2 separate regions of the Mus musculus genome follow, and region 2 is linked to region 1. Evidence: chromatin contacts called from public HiChIP or PLAC-seq data. All regions are on one chromosome and are shown on one strand. The core of a region is the stretch at or near the end of the contact, and the rest is flanking DNA. Distances in the headings are between cores, read along the strand shown.

The links. HiChIP or PLAC-seq counts read pairs in DNA pulled down with a chosen protein or histone mark.
Region 2: a contact with region 1 is called in a CTCF HiChIP or PLAC-seq map of the NIH/3T3 cell line, with 11 read pairs. The contact joins the promoter of Pgpep1l here to the enhancer-like site in region 1. A contact is called at or near these places in 2 of 39 promoter capture datasets (frontonasal cranial neural crest and pre-B cells), 1 of 15 datasets of contacts at CTCF or cohesin (the NIH/3T3 cell line), 3 of 484 Hi-C or Micro-C datasets (LSK cells, muscle stem cells and myocytes), 3 of 115 datasets of contacts at active chromatin or transcription factors (the SCID.adh cell line, craniofacial prominence and embryonic stem cells) and 3 of 9 other capture datasets (adipose tissue, liver and pancreatic islet).

Annotation. Positions count from the first base shown.
Region 1 is chr7:68,149,563-68,154,388 of GRCm38.p6, forward strand. The region is part of intron 2 of Igf1r (insulin-like growth factor I receptor); the gene reads left to right. Gm51487 (a long non-coding RNA gene) reads right to left here. Exons shown (of 2, transcript XR_003946794.1): 1 at 1,310-4,826; 2 at 1-306. Among named protein-coding and RNA genes, the nearest start is that of Gm51487, 5.2 kb to the right of the region's middle. Within about 2 kb of position 2,924, at least 30 of the 459 cell types and tissues checked have an H3K27ac peak or open chromatin away from gene starts, as enhancers often do. A contact at or near this core is called in the NIH/3T3 cell line and muscle stem cells, where this site is marked.
Region 2 is chr7:68,260,886-68,265,666 of GRCm38.p6, forward strand. Pgpep1l (pyroglutamyl-peptidase I-like) reads right to left here and starts at 3,348. Exons shown (of 4, transcript NM_030101.1): 1 at 3,259-3,348.

The DNA of each region.
Region 1 (4,826 bases), core at 1,674-4,173:
AAAGCCTTCCCCTTTTCACAAAGCATTGCATAACAGAAGTTGCATGTCTGGCTCCCATTACAGGGAGTTGAGCACAGCTTCTGCCTTTACCTGGGTCACTGTCATTGCCTGCAAAGTATGTTCTGTTTGTTCCATCCTCTTAACCCTTTTTCACTTCAACGCTCGCTCTGTCTCTAAATCGGGACAAAGCACACCTTGACATACGCTGCAGACTAGGATACAGGCTCCACGGCTTCTGCACCCTGACCTCCCTGCCTCCTCCTGCTGGATGAGGAAACTCTGGGGTCTGAAGAAAGGCAGCAGCTCCTTTGACATGAATGTCAAGGAAGTTGCTACAGTGCTTATTGCCCCCACCTCCACCTCACCCCCGAGTGGAAGAGATGACTCTGGCTTTTTCAGACCCTCGCTTTCAGACTGAGTCCAGAATTTGGAAAACCTGGGGATACTTTCTTAGAAGAGGAAGACTCTGATAGTTTGGGAGTTCGCAGCATTTAAGGCTTCTCTGCTTAAAAGTTGATTTGGAGGAATGGAGAGATGGTTCTGCAAGTGTGAGAAGCTGAGTTCAGATCCCCGGCATCCGTGTAAAAACTAAGTGGCCTTAGGAAACAGAAAAGGCCTGCTGGTTACCAGCTTGGCCAGTCAGTAAGCTCCTGCTTCAGTGAGAGCCCCTGCTTCACAAGACCAGGCAGAGAGCAATAGTGGAAAGCATACTGCATTGCCCTTTTGTCTTCCACGTGCACTACATGTGCACACACACACCTGCACATTTAAGTTGATTTGGAAAATATGGTCCTGTATCTTAGGCATCGCTGTATAGGCACCAGTCCCTTTGTGTAGCAACTAAACTTCGCGTGTCCTTGACATTGCCAAACTTCTGTGGGGTCACAGGTCCCGTTGTAGGAGGCGGAGTGCAGTTTGGCCCTTTCCCATTTCTGAATGCTTCCATTTTTATACCACGGATAAAGTGATTCTTGAACACCATTCCAAGTTCCAGACTCATCTATGCTTTACGGGCTGGCACTGTCTGCTTACTGGGGTTCAGGTTTATAGAGATAGTTAATCTACCTGTTAATTCCTTCAGCTTCCAATGAAAATTCCCGTGAACCGTAGAAAACCAGCCTAGAGGGTATTCCAGAACATGTCTGGAGGTGATGAAGGGAGACCTGGGCTAAAGGTTCAAACGGGAAGGAAGCAGAAAGCTACCTGTATCTCCCTCCCTCTGTATGACCTTCCCTGCTCCCAGCCCCGTGGGGTCAGGTGACATCACAGGACTATGCAGGTGCCCTGTACACAGTGTCTGAAAGGATACCCTGGGTTCACCCTCGTCTTCAGAGGTCCAGGATGCTTCTCATTGCTTCAGTCTCTTACATCCAAGGGTGATAATGGATAGGTCTGAGCAATCAAGGAACACTTGATGATTTGGACAGCACCTTAGAGTAAACCAGATTATCTGAGATCAGGAGATAATAGTTCAAAGACCAAATAAAAATTTACAGACATACAGTTCCTAATTAATTGGAAAAAACAGAAGGGGCCTCTCTCTGTTGGCATCTTCATCCGAACTGTTCAGTCAGCTGGCGTGCGTTCTACCCACTGTGCCTAGGATGGCTCCCAGTCTGGACCCAATTTTGTAGTTGTTGTTGTGGTGGTTTTGATTTTGGTTTTATTTTTGTGTTTGTTTATTTTTCTCTATGTACCTCTGTCCTGGAACTTGATCTGTAGACTAGGCTGGCCTCAAGCTCACATAGATCCACCTGCCTCTGCCTCCCAAGTGCTGCAATTGTAGGTGCATGCCACCGCTGCCCACCTAAGTGCTCAACTATTAATCGTTTTAAAAAATGGTTTTAAAAAAGAGCGTGGCATCTCGAACTTTGAATGCCTTCAGTGAACTTTTTAACGGTGGGCAGTACCATTTTTAAAAACAAAACGAAAAAACCTGGTTGAAACTGAGAAGTGATCATTTCCAGAATACTCGGATTCCTATTGGCACTATGGGGCATCAACACTTGCGATGCGTTTTAGCCAAGTTGGTACCTTTTTCCACCCCCTCTGCTCACAAAATTCAAGCAAAGTACAATGAAAGCCAACAGAAGTCTGTGTGTGCGCACATGCACACTCAGAAAAAGAGAGAGATTCTAGAAATGGTATCTCAACAGTTGCATGGTCTCTTTTCTAGGTACTTTTTAACAGTGAGATAGGCTGATTATGAATATTCCATGTATTTATGCTAGTGATAGTATTTTTCAGGATGTACAATTATCAGGGACAATGCTTTTCTACCCTCCTAGATAATTTAAAGGTCTAGCTGAGCTTTTTTTTTTTTTTTAATGATTGCTACTTGGTAAGTAAAAGTATGTAGTAGGATGGTCCTGGGAATACCTAAGTCATGTTTCCAGCCAAGTTACAGGAGCAGAGCAGCAGGATGAAGGAAGTGGTGAGCAGAGAGGCAGGGGCCTCAGAGGAGCAGGCTGAAGGTCACTTGACCAGCTGTTGATATCCGTGCTGTGTTTAGAAAGTGCGTGCTTCTTCAAGAACTGCGACTGATTTAAACGCAGCTGTGCATCCTGGAGGTTCAGTCACATCAGTGATCCTGTTCAGGTCGGGGCTATAATGATGTCACAGTCCTCCTAGTTCCTGTAAACTTCACTGTGTGCATACAGTGACTGAGTTGCCTTAGACATGTTTCTCAGGGATGTTTTTAGTGGTAATTTATTTCATACATGGACATAAGAGATGGCTGTAATGAAGTTTAAGATTCTAGAAAGGAATGAATCTGGAGACATTAAGAGGTGATATAAACTGGAAAAGAAAAGGCTATGCAGTAAAAATAAACCACCTTCATAATTAGTCACAGGATTGAGGTGTGAGGTGCCTGTTACCCCTTCTGATCTTTCCCAAAAAGGAAGCGTGGACTGTGGACTGCCTTTTCCTCCTTTTCATGGGGAGTTCCTCCTCTTGGAGCAGCATGAAGCGAGACAACTACAGTCACCAGAGCATTGTTTTAGAGAAGATTCCAGGAGTTGGTTTTGATTTTTTTCTTCCAAACTATGACTAGGCAGCCTTAGAGCAGCTGTTCTTACAGTTGATGGGAGCAGCTGTGAATAGGGGATTCGTGTCCATGTACATGTAGCCATCCGAATTCCATGGGTAGTCTATGTGCGCGTGTATCTTTCACATTTATTACTCTCTCCATGAACCGTCTTGCTTTTCGTAACAGAACTTAATCCTAGGCCTCATGTGCTCTGCTCTGAGTACTAGTTGTCCCATGGGTGACTCTGGTCAGTCATTTCAGTTATCTTCACATAAACATTTGTGTATGGAGAGAGGCTTATGCATGACCTGTTAAAGCCTTGCACCCTTTGGTGACACAATTCCACTAAAATCAAGTGGAAGAGGTGACATGAGCGGGCACACAGATTTAAGGCACTGACCTGGGAATGTGTGTATTGATGAATTCACACCATCAGAACAGATCTCTCAGCCATCACCAGGTGTGCGATTGTCCCAAAACAGGCTCAAACACCCGTTTAGAGAGGTGCAGTCTAGCCGGGTGGAGGTGGTATAAACACTCGGTAGGCAGAGAGGCAAATGGATCTCTGTGAATTTGAGGCTAGCCTGGTCTACAGAGGAAGTCCCAGGACAGCCAGGGTTTACAAAGCAACTCTGTCTTTAAAATAAATAAATAAAATAAAGCAAACAAACAAAACCAACAGCAAAAGATCTGCCTGAGCAATGATGGGTGCTTGAGACCTCCCCTCTGAGCCTGGCCTTCACTTGGTCATTGCAACCCCTCACCCCGTCTCCCACTGATTTGCCCCTATGGAACACAGGCCTGCCTTGTTAGGAAGTAAGTAGCATTTCAGAGCCCACACGGCTTCACATAACTCTGCGTACAGTACCAGAGAATGGAAATAGGGCTGGACGCACGCACAAGCAGAGAAGTTATAAATAGAGACTACTCTCTCAATTCCGCTTCAGTTAGTCATGGAGCGACCGTGTGAGTTTCATAAACTTATAAGGAATATACAAACAGTTCCAGATTTAAAATAACTTAGAGTAATTTTTAAGTGTGTGAAGGGTATTTTTTTTCCCCATCCTGTCCATTTGAGCATCTGTGACAGGCAGTCACAAGTGATCTTTATGTGCTCAAGCCTGCTGAGAACGGCTGCAGGGGAGTCGGCCCTCTGCAGGGACTTCTTGCTTCTTTTCCTTTTTTCAGAACTCTTGAGGACAAAGTGTGTGACTTTTGTGAGACAGAGATTCTCCATCCTTGAAGCAGCCATGAAGCTGCCCTCCCCTGCTGACCATGCCCCATCAGCTTGAGGGCCCTGTCTGTCCTGACCCCCATGCCAGCTCTCTTTGTTTGTTTTCTCCCCTGTGTTAAAATCTGCCTGCAGTTTTTCAAATTTGTATGTGGGTTTTAAAATAGGTTGAAAATCGCGTTTTCGACTATTTAAAAGTACACGGGAATTAAGACAGTCTGTGAGAACAATATAGTGCTGGTAAAAGGACTCTAAGGTTGAGCTGCACCCTTCGTCACCATCTTTTCCATTGACTCTCTCCTGCCCTTCCTTTTCTCTCTCCCCATCTTAGCAGAGCTTCAGTGTTGCAGCTTCAGCCATCCATTTGTCAGGCATTTCTACAGAGCTCAAGCTCATGTGTGTGCACTTGGTTTTCCATAAGTGGCACAGGTAGCTTGCTGAGCAGAGGGGAGACACAGTCCACACTGTAGGTGACAATTCCTCTACAGATTATGCCCACTGTGACAGCCCTGTCTATCAAAGAATGGCCCAAGTTAGTGGATAGAGTTAGCCAAAAATACAGAG
Region 2 (4,781 bases), core at 2,098-4,597, 110 kb after region 1:
TAGGTTTTAAATAAGTGTTCTACTTTAACTGTTGCTGTAATAAAAACAACAACGAAAGCAACTTAGAGGAGAGAGGAATTCATTTCAGCATATAATTATGTTATAGCCCATCACTGTGGGAAAGTTGAGGCAGGACTTCAAACAACAGTCACATAGCATCCACAGTCAAAGAGCAGAGAGATGCACACATGCTCACTTGCTTGTGCTCAGTTTGATTTCTCCTCTCTCCTACAGCTCAAGGATCTCCAGCCTAAGGAATGGTACCACCTACAGTGGGCTGGGCCTTCTCATATCAATTAGCCAATTGTCTTACTTGTGGGCACAGACATACTCACAGGCCAACATTCCTAGGAAATGTTGACATGCCCACAGGCCAATCATTGCCTAGGGAATGGTTCTGCTTATATCAATTAGCTTAACTAAGATAATCCTCCAAAAAAAAACCATGTCCACAAGCCAACCCAATTCCTCAACAATTCTTGTTAATTGATGTGGGGGAACCCAGTTCACTATGGGCAGTGTCATTCCCTAGGCATTGAGTCCTGAACTATAAAAGAATGGAGAAATCCAAGCTGAACATGAGAAAGCAAACAAGACAGCAAATATGTATGCATTTCTCTCTGCTCTTGACTGTGGATGTGATGCGACCAATTCTCTGAAGTTCCTGCTGCTGACTTTCCCACCACGATGGACTGTAACCTGGAATTGTAAACGGAAATAAACTCCTTTATCCTTTGTCGTTTGTTTGTTTTCTGGATATTTTATTACAGCCAAATGAGTCTGAAAAGGACACCACGTGTTAAAATGGGGGAAGAAAGTGCGGAAGAAGCTAAGGTGGGAGTAGCAGGGGAAGGCGTTTTGAGGTGGAGGCAATTCCAGGAAGCCTTGCACTGGTCTAAATTGTATAGAGCGGTCTGTGTGCACGTGCACACATACTCATTCCTCAACCCCTCCATCCCGTTCTCCTTCCCTTCCTTCTCCCCCTCTCTCTGCTTCTCTCTTTCTTAATTGTACTGATGTTAGTACATTGGATTGGACATTGAAGATGTCAGCATCAGGCAACCCTAGTGAGATTTGCAAGGAGTTCTCTTTCTTTACAATTTCTTCTTGATCTATATTTCTAAAATGAAAAATGTGTGGCCTCCTCCTGGGGGAGGCTAGCATGTCAGACTGAGAGGAGGGGAGCCTCATCTCAGCTTGGGCTGCAGGTAGGGTTGAGCATCGTCCTGATCAGTTTTATCTGGAGTATGACTGAGGGTTTGAGTCCCTCACCTGACTCTCAGCGCATACTTCTCAGTTGCCACACTTTCCAGTCTGTAAAAGATCAGGATGCTACATCAAGTCGCTGGACCCCAGGGCCTCTAGAGTAGGTAGCAGCACTGGAGAGGGGATCCAGCTGTGCCTGGCAACTGCTGAGTGTATTGGTCGTGGCCCATCATCAGGATTGGTTCCTAGGGAGAAAAACTTCAGGGGACAGAAAGCTTTTCAACAGAATGGCCCACCATCTCAGGACTACCATCTGGCTTTGACTGATAGGATACACAGTCTTGCAGCTGCTGTGGGAACCTGCAGCTCTAAAGAACGGCTTAGAAAATGTTGAGATTAAGTAGAAAGACCGAGAAGCCAGCTTCCTCTAGGATCATTAAAAACCCATCAACACACATTTCACACACTTTAGAACCACATTCAGCTTTGAGGAAACTACATCCTTGTTTGTTTTAAATTAGGAAAGACAACTCCGGGAGCAAGGTTAGAAGGTCTTGTTTTGCTGGGCTAAGCCTCATTCCCCATCAAGACTGCCTTGGAATAGAGTTGGGTAGTCAGCCAGAAAATGTGGTAGAATCATCGAACCCTGGGGAGGACTGCAGGTTCGCCTGGTCTCTCATTTTACTGTTGGTCCCAGCCAACACCTTAATCTAAAGGCTGTTTGTTAGAATCCTTGCATTTCACCATCTGTCTACATACCAGTTGTCAAGACAAGATTTACACAACTAGGGGCTCCAATAAAATGAAGAGTCTGTCCTCCGGCAAACTCAAAACATTACTAATAAAGGCAGGCCACACTCTGGGATCCAGTGGGCATTTCCCAATGGCGCCTGACTCCCAGCAACTGCTGGCTGATGAGAGAAATGTAGGGAAAGACGTGAGTCCAAGAGGGGGCAGCACATTTCCATGCCCATATTTCATTTGAGACAGGCACTGCTTTTACCAAGAGTATGGTTTCCTGAGGACGTCAAATGTAATTTGAGCCATTCCATCTCTGGACCCGAAATAAAAAAAAAAAAAAAAAAAACAAATCAGAAGTGCAAGGGAATAAGAGTGTCTCAAAAGAATGCTCTTTTCTTTTCTTTTTTTTTTTTTTCCTTCCTCCTTTTGGAAGGCTGATAGTATGAATCACTGTCCGAAAGTATTTATCAAAGAAGCTTTCAATTAGGACAGGTGACAGGAATCCTTTGTTTCCCTTTATCGAATACAAGTTGGAAAACTTGAAATGTGCCAAATGTGTCTAACTAAAAATAAATAAAGCGCTTTGGTGTCTGACTAAAAATAAGAGCATCGTGAGGAAAGAGTAAGCCCATAGGGACCAGCTGTGACAATGACAGGTGCCTGTGGCTGGGGTGACTTCAGATGTGCGGCTGAGATGGAGGACAGAGCAGCCACCATTCCTTCCAGGCTGACCTTTTGGGGTTCAGAGGCATCAACCAGTGTGTGTGTGTGTGTGTGTGTGTGTGTGTGTGTGTGTTCAGTGGCATCCACAACCAGTGTGTGTGTTGGTTATTTCAGTGTTTCCATAGTAGCAAAAGCACCATGGGGGTTGGCGACTGCAGTCTCCATCAAGGCCTGGTCCTTTAAAAAGGATGGTATGAGGCCCTGTGATGGTTAATTCTGTCTAAATCTGCAATTCGATGGTCTCCACTGGGTCCTAGGCTTAGGGACAGCAGGTGGTAGCCTGGGCTCCTCCCCAAGGGGCTGAAGGACAAACAAGGTCTGAGAGAACCTAAGCCACAAGTGGGCACCTCCGTGCATGGCACTCAAGTTATTTGTGGCGAAGGGGCTCAGAGGCAGGAAAGCCTGTGTTTTTTTTTAATAGGGCTGAGCAGGAAGTCAGCTTCCATCTGGAATTCCTACCAACACCAGTTGCCACCCGTGTTCCCCTGGGAGAGCTGTTTACAAGCAGAGTCGAGCAAGTGCGCATTCCAGGCCCCAGCAGAAAGCAGCCAAAACCAAAACCCGGAACGCAGGGAAACTTGGGCTTACCGGTCACCACCACGCAGCGGGACTGCGAATCCATGAGACCCGGCTGCGCTAGGCTGGTCCAGCCGAGATCCAGGATGGAAAAGACCACGTGGGGAGTGTGGAAAGGCCACGCCCCTCGGGAGCAGAACTGGCGGCCTTTGGACACTCGAGGGTCATAGCGCCGCCAGAACTAATATGGACTCAGCTTAGTTGGTTCCGTAGGATACATGACATCATGGTGCTCGACCCTATAGCAACCAACTGTCCCAAGACTGTGGGGTTACTAGGACCCACCACTGAAATCGCTCAAGCTAGGACCGCGCGGGTCACCCTCTCTGTTTTTTGCACCTATCTTCTTGATTACCTTGATTTTTTTTTCCTTTTTCCTTTTTTTTTTTTTTTCTCGGTAGAACCCCCTGCTGCCTGGAGTATTGCCCTGTGTTTGGAAAGTGTGACTTGGCTTATGATTGTTCTTGAATTCTGCAAAGCGTTTAAACAAGCAACCAAACTCGCAGCAAACACTCACTGGAAGCTGACTGTAGGCGGTGCTTGCAAGCACCTGCTGCCTAGACCCAGTGGGTCCACCGTCAAATTTCTGTTTTCTTGTTCTGCGGAGTGGGGCTCACCCCCGCCCGCTTAGACGGAGCATACTGCCTCCCACGCATGTCCCCAGCTGCATCTGCCTGGAGCGACAGGGTCTCACCAGCTGGCTGATGTCTGCTGGCTTCAGACTGGCTCATCCTGTCTGCGAAGTGCTTCCTACTGCGTTCCCTGGCAAAAAAATGCCATCCGATGTCACCCACGGTCTTGGCATTTCTCTGAGTTAGTTGAGCTCTTAAAATCTGTCAGAGAAACAATGACGGGAAACCTTACTTTTGGGACAGTTCACCTATTGATGCAGCCTGCTGGCTTTTCAAAAATACTTAAGTTTTGTTTTTGTTTTTTTGTTTGTTGTTGATATATATATATATATATATATATATATATAAAACAACAACAACTCTCTCTCTCTTATGAGAGAGAGAGAGAGAGAGAGAGAGAGAGAGAGAGAGAGAGAGAGAGAGAGAGAGAGAGAGAGAGAGAAATAAAACTCGGGGCTGGAGAGATGGCTCAGCGGTTAAGAGCACTGACTGCTCTTCCAAAGATCCTGAGTTCAAATCCCAGCAACCACATGGTGGCTCAAAACCATCTGTAATGAGATCTGAAGCCCTCTTCTGGAGTGTCTGAAGACAGCTATAGTGTACTTATACGTAATAATAAATAAATAAATCTTTAGAGAGAGAGAGAGAGAGAGAGAAATAAAACATACTTCTCTCTCCCCATCCGGGTGAGGCAGGGAAGCAGCCACGGGTGATCTGATGAGCCCCAGTAGTTGTTAACTACTTAATTGGCCGCGTGAGACATTCCCTTTAATTGGCCCTGGAGGTGGGGTCCTGGCTTCTTTTGTTTTGAGAAAGCCAGCTCTATCCCTCCCTGCCACCCACGCATCCACCCCGCCCCCCAGGCTGAGACCCGACTAGATTCTAGAGGAACTCAGGGGCTTT